Linked DNA regions of Gasterosteus aculeatus: region 1 is linked to region 2. Evidence: chromatin contacts called from public Hi-C data. All regions are on one chromosome and are shown on one strand. The core of a region is the stretch at or near the end of the contact, and the rest is flanking DNA. Distances in the headings are between cores, read along the strand shown. Region 1 holds the start of gxylt1a (glucoside xylosyltransferase 1a). Region 2 overlaps LOC120809565 (PDZ domain-containing RING finger protein 4).

Region 1 (4,202 bases), core at 941-3,440, 110 kb after region 2:
GCCCAGATTTCCTCTACCGGCTGCAGAAAAATGATATCGGTGTCCACATAGAGCAAAGAATCCACTTCCTTTAGAATCAGCTGGAAAACAAAATATATACAAGAAAAAAAAAAATCATGAGTAAGTGCTGCAGTGTTATTGCTTCAAGTTACACACAGGAAGGATGACTGTGGACCTACAGGCAGGAAGAGCCTCTGGGACGCACAAGGTTTGAAGAGCTTCTTCCACTCTTTGGCATTCTCCGCGGGAAAAGTAATGGGGTAGATGGTGTAGTTAAACTTGGTCTGAATGGTCCTGGGCCACGAGTCCAGCTTTACCAAAACAATAGCACAAAGAAAACTTTCAGATCAACAAAGTTGATATTTAAGATTTGAGCACCTCTGGAAAAGGAATACTACACTTTGAGGATATTCACAGATGTACTTGCACAAGTTGTGCCATGGTTGCAGTAAGGCCTCCTACATGTTTCTAAATGGCATTAGATGTAATCAAAATGAGCTATTGATTATAAAATCACTACACCAGTAAAGGCAAGTTCTTACAGCATTTCGGAAGTGCTCGTGCAGATCATCCTCAGCGAAGACGTAAAAGTGCAGAGATTTGTGGCTGAGGAGCACAGCAGACTTCAACATGGCGAGTGTCTCCTCTAGCCGGGGGCCACAGGCCACCACCGCCAGGTGACTGCTCCCACTACCGCGTTCCTCCAGTTCAGAGCCTGACCTCTTTCTAAGAGCCAGGAAGAAAAGTAAAAACCAGTCATCAACCAGAGTTTGTATTCATTACCACAGCGTGGATACACGGACGTAGCGAGGGATCAGCGGACTCGTGCTCAGCCACGTGGATCATATCTCTGCCAACGTGATAACATGCGATGCTTTGAGTTTATGACTTCAGGGTCAAGAGTGGTTTCAAGGTACACTGATAGTCCAGCGATGGGCCCAGCATTTACCTTGAGATGTTGATATTAATGTAGGTGAGAGTTGCAAGTTGAAGTCGAAGACTTGTCAATAACATTGATGTATATCAAAAAAGATTCACAAAATCAGTCATACCTAATGGATGATTCCAATAAGCAGTTCACTCCACACACACCAGCGGGCAGACTCCAATGTGGCTCCCAGTAGGAAACGGGCAGTTTTTTACACCTGACAGAATAAAAACATGATCTTAGTGTTAAATAAATCTCTTAAAATCAGACGCGTGAAGGGACGGTCTTCGGGTTGACGTTAATTGTTTAACAAGCGGCCTATTAGTTAGTCAACGTTAATTAGCTAAACTAATGTTAATAGTTAACGTTAATTAATTAAACCAGCCAACAGGTGGCAGCTTTACAATGAACAGAATAGCATTAGCAATGTGCAAAGCATAACCTTATGGACCGTGGGTATTTAAAACACCGCAATTAAAAAGGCTAAGTAACGATACATTTTCAATGGTACGTTTAATCATCAGCTCGGCTTCTTAGCGTTAAGTTAAATATTCTTTACCTGTTTTCCATTCTTTAAAACGAACTTTAGCATTTAAATTAAAGTTTCAACGGTAACATTATTTTGGTCCAATCCTAACAGAAGCTAACCTGTCGCTAGTTGCAAAGTTATAGAAACTAGCGAAGGTAAAATGTGCTCAGTCTAACGTGGCATAGATTAGCTACTTAGCCGGGCTAGCTACCGTCCAAGCCCTCGGTCGCGGTCTCGTAGGCCCGCCGATCCTGGGGTTCTCCTGAGAAGGTGTCCGGTGTCATGGCTGTGCCCGCCGGGTTTCCCCGGCGCTTTCAGGTCGCGGTCTTCCAAGGTGGAGGCTACTTGACTGAACACGTACATCAGTGAAAGCAAGGTGGAAACCATGCACGGGAGAAATGCTCGATGGTAGCATCGCATTTTGCATTTAAATGGTCTGCGCTAACTGGACATTTTGGTCGTTGATCTCAGCTAACGTTGCTATCTGACGGTACGAGCTAACACATGTTATCTAAACAAAGCTAAAGCAAAGAGCACAGCTGCGGTTTACAGGTTTCTGCTCCACCCACAACCGTGTTGTGCTCATTCTCCTTATTGTGAAAGGTCGCGTGTACCTGTGCGGTGACCTTTTGAGTCCCGCAGGATGGGAACCCGGCCCCAAACATTCTGATAAATGGTTGCAAAAGTCAGCCCAAGTCCCACTTCCGTGGCATGTGGTAACCTTAGTTAAGAGTGACGACTGTGGAAGTTGTACATGTACATTATTTCTCAGGATGATCTACACGAGCACTTCCGAAGTGCTGTAAGCGTTTTCCCCGTCGACACCAGGACTTGCATTTACTGGTGTAGTGATTTTAGAATCAATAAAAGTGCATCAAGGTTTCACTCATTGCTTGTATGGGCCTTTCTTTCTATAGCAAGGAACATGGGGCAAGGTAAAGAAAAGTCCACATACTAACCACTAACCCTCTTTATAATGTGGAAAAAGGTCAGCATTCAAAAATATGCCGTCCCTGCAGGACGTGTTCGCTTCTAGGACCCTGAAGCGAGCTAAAAAGATGGTAGCCGACCCCTCTCACCCCGGACAAAACCTGTTTGTGCCCTTTCCATCTGCAGGAGGCTGAGGTCCATCAGGACTAAGACCTCCCGCCACACGAACAGTTTCTTCCCGTCGGCAGTCGGGCTCATCAACAGAGCCGGTCCCCCACTGCCTGACTATAACATTCCACCGGTCACTTTATTTCATATTGCACACGTCACTAACTTTTATTATTTTATTTTAAGCTAACCCATAGCCTTATACTACTAATACATAGCATTATTTATTTTTTCTGCTGTTACGCACCAACCACCAAGTCAAATTCCTTGTATATCTGACATATTATGGCAATAAATGTTTCCTGATATAAACCATTCTCTAGATGAAACCATGCTTAACTCTACCAAGTGAAAGAGAAGCATACTTAGAACAAATATTTAGTATATTTACTCAGATGTTAGACAGTAAAAAAAAAAAATTATGGCATTCAAAGCAATAAAATGAGAGCTGGATAAAGCAAACAACCAGCAGTGTTATGATTTACTGATAATGGAAAAAAGGTCAACGCTAAAAAATGTTAAACATAGAACGCCATTAAGTGCAAATAAAACTCAACTGTTAACAAAACTCAAGGGTGAACAACACTTGTGAGATTCTCATTTTCTTTCACAATCCGTCAAGCAATCTGTGCAGCAACGACCGACGCAGTGTGACGCTGACGCAAAACTGAAGTGTTAAAACACAAGTAACTACAAAACGTGGCAAAAATCCAGGATTTAATGCTACGGTTTAATTCTTTCAGTTCATCGCGACAGTTCTTGTTCTCGAGCACACAGCAGACTCCTGAACTCTTTTGTCATGGAAAAGGCAGTGAAAGATATCGTCCTGAAAAGAGGTCAACGCGGTCATGTTTGAATTTGTACTTTCATTAATGCAAGTGGAGGTTGAATCTCCGGTTGAGGCCGTAGGGAGGGCAGGAAGACGGGTTGTGCTGCCTGGGAGCGTGGAGGTTAGTGTGTCTCTCCGTTCACCGGCGATCCTTCTGCGTGGGGCGTAGTGCATCTGGAGACTCCTCGTTCAGTGTTATCGGAGCTTGAGCCACTTTGACTGTGTTGGTCCGCTGAGGCGGCGCTTGTCGGCGTGGAGGTGGGTTTGGCTTTCTCCTTAAAGTCTGTGATTATTACTGTCAAGTCTCCAACTGTGACCTCCAGATGCTGCGCGCTGCTCCGGTCTATGTTTTTTAACCTGGGCCTGGTGGGGAGACAAACCAACAGAAACAAAACACATTTGAGATCAACTCGGTGACGCGATCGGAGACCACTGAATATGACGAGTGATTCCACCATTTACTTTATAAACAAATTACCTCATCTTTTTATGGCCTTTCTTTTTCAGTGTTGGTTCTTTATCACTTTTGTCTTTCTCTGATTTTTCTTTCTTCTCCTTTTTGGGGAGCGTGGGTGGCGCAAACTGCTGATTCGCTTGCTGTGAAACCAGCTGAGAAACAGGCCGTGGTTTTCTAAAAGAGACAAAAAAAAAAACAGTCAATGGGCTGATAGTTACTTACTATAGTATCCAGGGGCACACAGGTAGGGTGTGCGCCAATGTACTGTGTTACTATTCAAATTTGACTAGGAAGCTAAAAAGAGATCCTTTCCTGCACCACATCACTCACAATTCGAAAAAAGAAATCCATGGTTAATTTA
Region 2 (3,994 bases), core at 1,256-3,755:
TTGCTGTCTCTTTCCCTCACAGCCAAATGAGACAAACTTCTGCTTGAAGACCAGGTGGTCATGTCCTGTGTGCCCGGACCCTCCGGAGGTGTTTTCTCTACCTGTTCTGCTCAGTTTGGGACGTCATTTGTTAAGAATTTACACGGCAGCTGTTTAACCTTTGCCTGAGAGAGAGAGAGAGCGGCACCGCCCTGATCTCCATTTCCTATTTCCTCTCCAATTCCCCACCCACACACCGAGCTGCTAAAACAAACTTCAGCCTGCATTGATATAGATTCATATCAGTTAAGATGAATTAGATTTAGCTAAGCACTTCATTACACCCCGACCTCTAGCAGCATTTAGACTTCTTGGTTAATGTCTCTCTTTCTTATCTTCATGCATTTTTATAGGAATGATTTGAGTTTTAAGTTTCATAGGTGTTGTTTTTTCTAATACGCCAGACATTGAGATTAGCATATTCCAGATGCCAAAGCTCTAGTTTTGGACCAACCAAGAGGTGGGGAGTAGCCTAAATCGTGCACCTCCAGTGGGTTTTGTCCTTGGCCGTGAATGTCTGTTTGCATGTATTTACTTAAATAGCCCATTCAGGTTGTTCTAGGCAGCGGGTGTGAAAAAGACCACCCCGCTCGTATAGGAGGAGCACTCTGGGTAGATTCGTCGCAAACCTGCTGAAAGGCCCCTTTTTATTAATGTCAGCGGGATGTTGGTTAGTTTGGTCTGTGGGAGACCTGAGCTCAGAATAACCGTTTAGATATTCGCACTTTAATGTTAATCGATGTCCCTATTTAGTCTTTGAAAACATCTGCCTTATATTAACACAGCAGCCAGCAGTACATACTCTCTTTGTGAATGTTGAAGTAGTTGAGGTATTTACTCTTGGGTAGATGGTCTAACTTTATTCCTGTGCACACTGGGCCTGCTTCTGTTAGAATGTGGTCTCTGTATCGGCTTGTCTGCCCGAGTACCTGCTGACAGTTTCTGTGCCGTTTTCCCAGGAACAAGGCCCGAGCAGATGTTCATGTATTGTAGCTGCGGTCTCAGGTGCACTGCAGGAAGCACTCGCTGACGGGAGCGATTCATCATTTCAGTTATCCGGGAGGGGGGGGGAACGCCTGGCTTTATTCAACCATTAATGACTTTAGCCCCGCCGGCCTCCGCCCGCGTTCCTATAGCGAGAGACTCCGAGTTGGGGATTCATCAGTCGACATCTGGAGGAATGTCTCGTCTGAAACAGGAGGCTGAGTAGTAACTGATGAACTTTCCAGGTCACATCCTAGTGTTGGATGTAAAGGAATCCCACTGCGTACATGTAGCTTCGTATTTATACTCATGCACAAGAACAGACACAGGTTTATATGTGCACGTACTAACAGATATCTTTAACATATGCACTTATTGTTCAACATAATGATGTCATGTAAAAGCTCCACTGTGCACAAAACCTCTCCAACCAAACACTCCCCGTCCGTGTGACTAAATGTCTGCGGTCCAGTCTAAAGTCATCGGCCCCCACTGGGGGGCTCGGTTAGGCAGTGACCCGATGCCTTTTGAACTCTGGCAGACCTGCTGTAATGACTCCTTCTAGTCTCGATAAACATGTGGCTTAACCTACAGCTGTTACAAGGTGATTACAGAAAAAGCCTTGAGTCAGCATGTGCATGTGCACACACACACACACACACTCTCAGCCGTGGCCACTCTAGCATCAAGGTTCTCCACACAGCTTGTAATGAGTGTGTAAATGAGGTAAAGTCGTGGCTAGCTCTTCCAGTAGAGCTTAGCCAGTTAAAAGGGCTAATTAGTTTAAATTAAATGGTCGGTTGAAGAACATTTTCATAATCCTTTTTTGCATTTCAATGTGTTGGTTTTAGTCCTCTGTTAGTTCCCGGATCTGTTCTTCTTGTTTTGGCTGCTGGCCTACAGAAAAAAACTATGGCTGGGCAGTTTATTCATATTATATCACTGGTTCTCTTGAATAAAAACATATATTATTATTACTATATTATTCTTATCACTGTTTACTTTCTTGTTCTTCTGGGTTTGTATCCTCATGGTTGAAATGCCTGAAATGTCGCTTTGGATAAATGCCATGTAATGTAACTATAATCTTTGATTATATCATGATAAAACAAAGCCTTGGTCGTGGTCACTGTTACATGAAGCAAGCTGGAGTAGCAGCGCATGTATGGTGCTGTCGGATCCATTGCACATTGCCTCGGTGGATCATGTCGGGCTGCACACCACAGCCGCTGTCAGGGACGACCGGGACGTTACCTTTTGGCCTTTCACTGGTAGCGGCAAATGATCAAAAGCCTCGTGCCTGCAGACTGTATTTGCTGCACATTCATGTGCAAACTGAATTACGGAGGGCTCTGCTTTTGTCGACAGGAGGATTAGGACTTAATTACGCTGCCATCTAGTCGGAGAAACAACTGTACAGTCGGAGACTGGTGCAGTGCATTAGGGAGGTGTTGAGGAGAGGGATAAGCTGCCAGGTGCGTCCAGGGTATTAGCAAACACTGGCGCGGCACTGTGCGCCTGCCAAGACGAGGGATCGAAACAAGCCCACCCCTTCTGCATCCTCGCTCCCGTTTCCTGGTGAAAGACACACTCGGCTATTTCAGGCATTGTTGAGTGGAGGAAAACAGCGACACAAATGTTCAGATCAGCCAAGCGCAACATGCTAAATGAAGGCAAACACACAGAGGCAGATTTGGGTGGAAATTGCTTTTGTGTATCAGTGACTTTTGCTTATTGGTATCTAGTCAAGCAGACTGTTTTCTTTGTCTAAATGCAATGATATCCACGGGTTTGGGGGTCCACATTGCACTGAAAAAAGATATTTCCTTCTCTTTTTTGCAAGGCAATAACTAAAAATGAAATCCAGGGCATTTGTCTAAATCTAGCTCTATAAACCATCGAGGGGGAAAAAAGAATATTTGAATCAACTCTTGAAGGTTGCAGCATACAATCATACACGCAAACATGTCGTACCAACGAGGTATTTTAACCTAAAGCAAAGTGGCCCACTGACCAACCTGCATTGTCATCACTAGAAGCGCTGTCATTATTTTAGAATAAGTGATATAAGAGGATTTCAATATTTACGTTGCATGCCGTACAATAGCATATTCTTTCTTTTTTCACATTTTACCACCTGTCTTGCTTGTCGTGACAAAGGATAGCCTTGTCAGCTAAAAGAACGCCTCGATGCGTCCTCTTTCTCAAACACAAAACTGAATATTAGTTTTCTTTCATTATTTTTGGACCTTTTTATTTCTGTCTCAAAGACTCATTCCATAATTACATGAAAATATCATTTGAACAGCAGCTATCTTAAACATTCGGTCTCCCTTATGTGAATGAGTGGTCTCCTTCCGGCGGTGGCGTGACCTCTGAGCTCAAAGCATTATTTTTTACAGCTTGATGGAGCTGTTTAATTCACTTCCAATCACCGCCATCATGTTATGGCTGGAATTGAGGCAGCAGGCTCAGACGGATGTGTTTTTAATCAGTTACATGGCTCACAGAGACGCGGAGTATGAATATTCATTGTGAGCCCTGTTATCATACAGATGGTGCGTAGTTTTAATCATAACAGTTTAGCTATCTTAAAAGGAATCGTATTAAATTAAACTTAAACCGGTCGAGCACATAAATGAAATGAAGGTTGTAACGATGACTGTGACACAAATGAAAGCTACGGATCAAGTTGGCCTTTCAGTTGAAGCGGTTATGCCAATTTGACGCCACATTTGTTGCTAATTAGTTTCATCTTTTTAGGTGTTTGTCAGGTTGGAGCTCGAGGCTTGAATATTATTGCTTTCCAGTCTATAGCAGTGGAGGCGTTTCTGTCTCCAGTTCTTGTTTCTGCTCAGCAGTGCACAATATAATCCTTGTTTTCATGCCACTTCACAGCCTTCCTTTGTTCCATCCCACTTCTAATAACTGTTCTCTTGCAAAGTATTTCAACAGATTTTCCTGATCTTCC

What was found. A called contact is a pair of places that touch in the nucleus more often than the background predicts.
Region 1: a Hi-C map of skeletal muscle shows a contact between it and region 2, with 5 times the contacts expected there. The contact joins the promoter of gxylt1a here to the enhancer-like site in region 2. A contact is called at or near these places in 3 of 6 Hi-C or Micro-C datasets (skeletal muscle and tail fin).

The regions. Positions count from the first base shown.
Region 1 is chrX:20,197,623-20,201,824 of fGasAcu3.hap1.1, forward strand. gxylt1a (glucoside xylosyltransferase 1a) reads right to left here and starts at 2,191. Exons shown (of 10, transcript XR_013451280.1): 1 at 1,669-2,191; 2 at 1,053-1,145; 3 at 543-726; 4 at 180-311; 5 at 1-80. It overlaps LOC120809432 (YY1-associated factor 2), which reads right to left. Exons shown (of 4, transcript XM_040163232.2): 3 at 3,863-4,015; 4 at 2,921-3,747. The coding sequence ends at 3,507.
Region 2 is chrX:20,086,821-20,090,814 of fGasAcu3.hap1.1, forward strand. All of the region lies in intron 2 of LOC120809565 (PDZ domain-containing RING finger protein 4), which reads left to right. Among protein-coding and RNA genes, the nearest start is that of LOC120809565, 8.4 kb to the left of the region's middle. Within about 2 kb of position 2,506, at least 1 of the 9 cell types and tissues checked has open chromatin away from gene starts, as enhancers often do.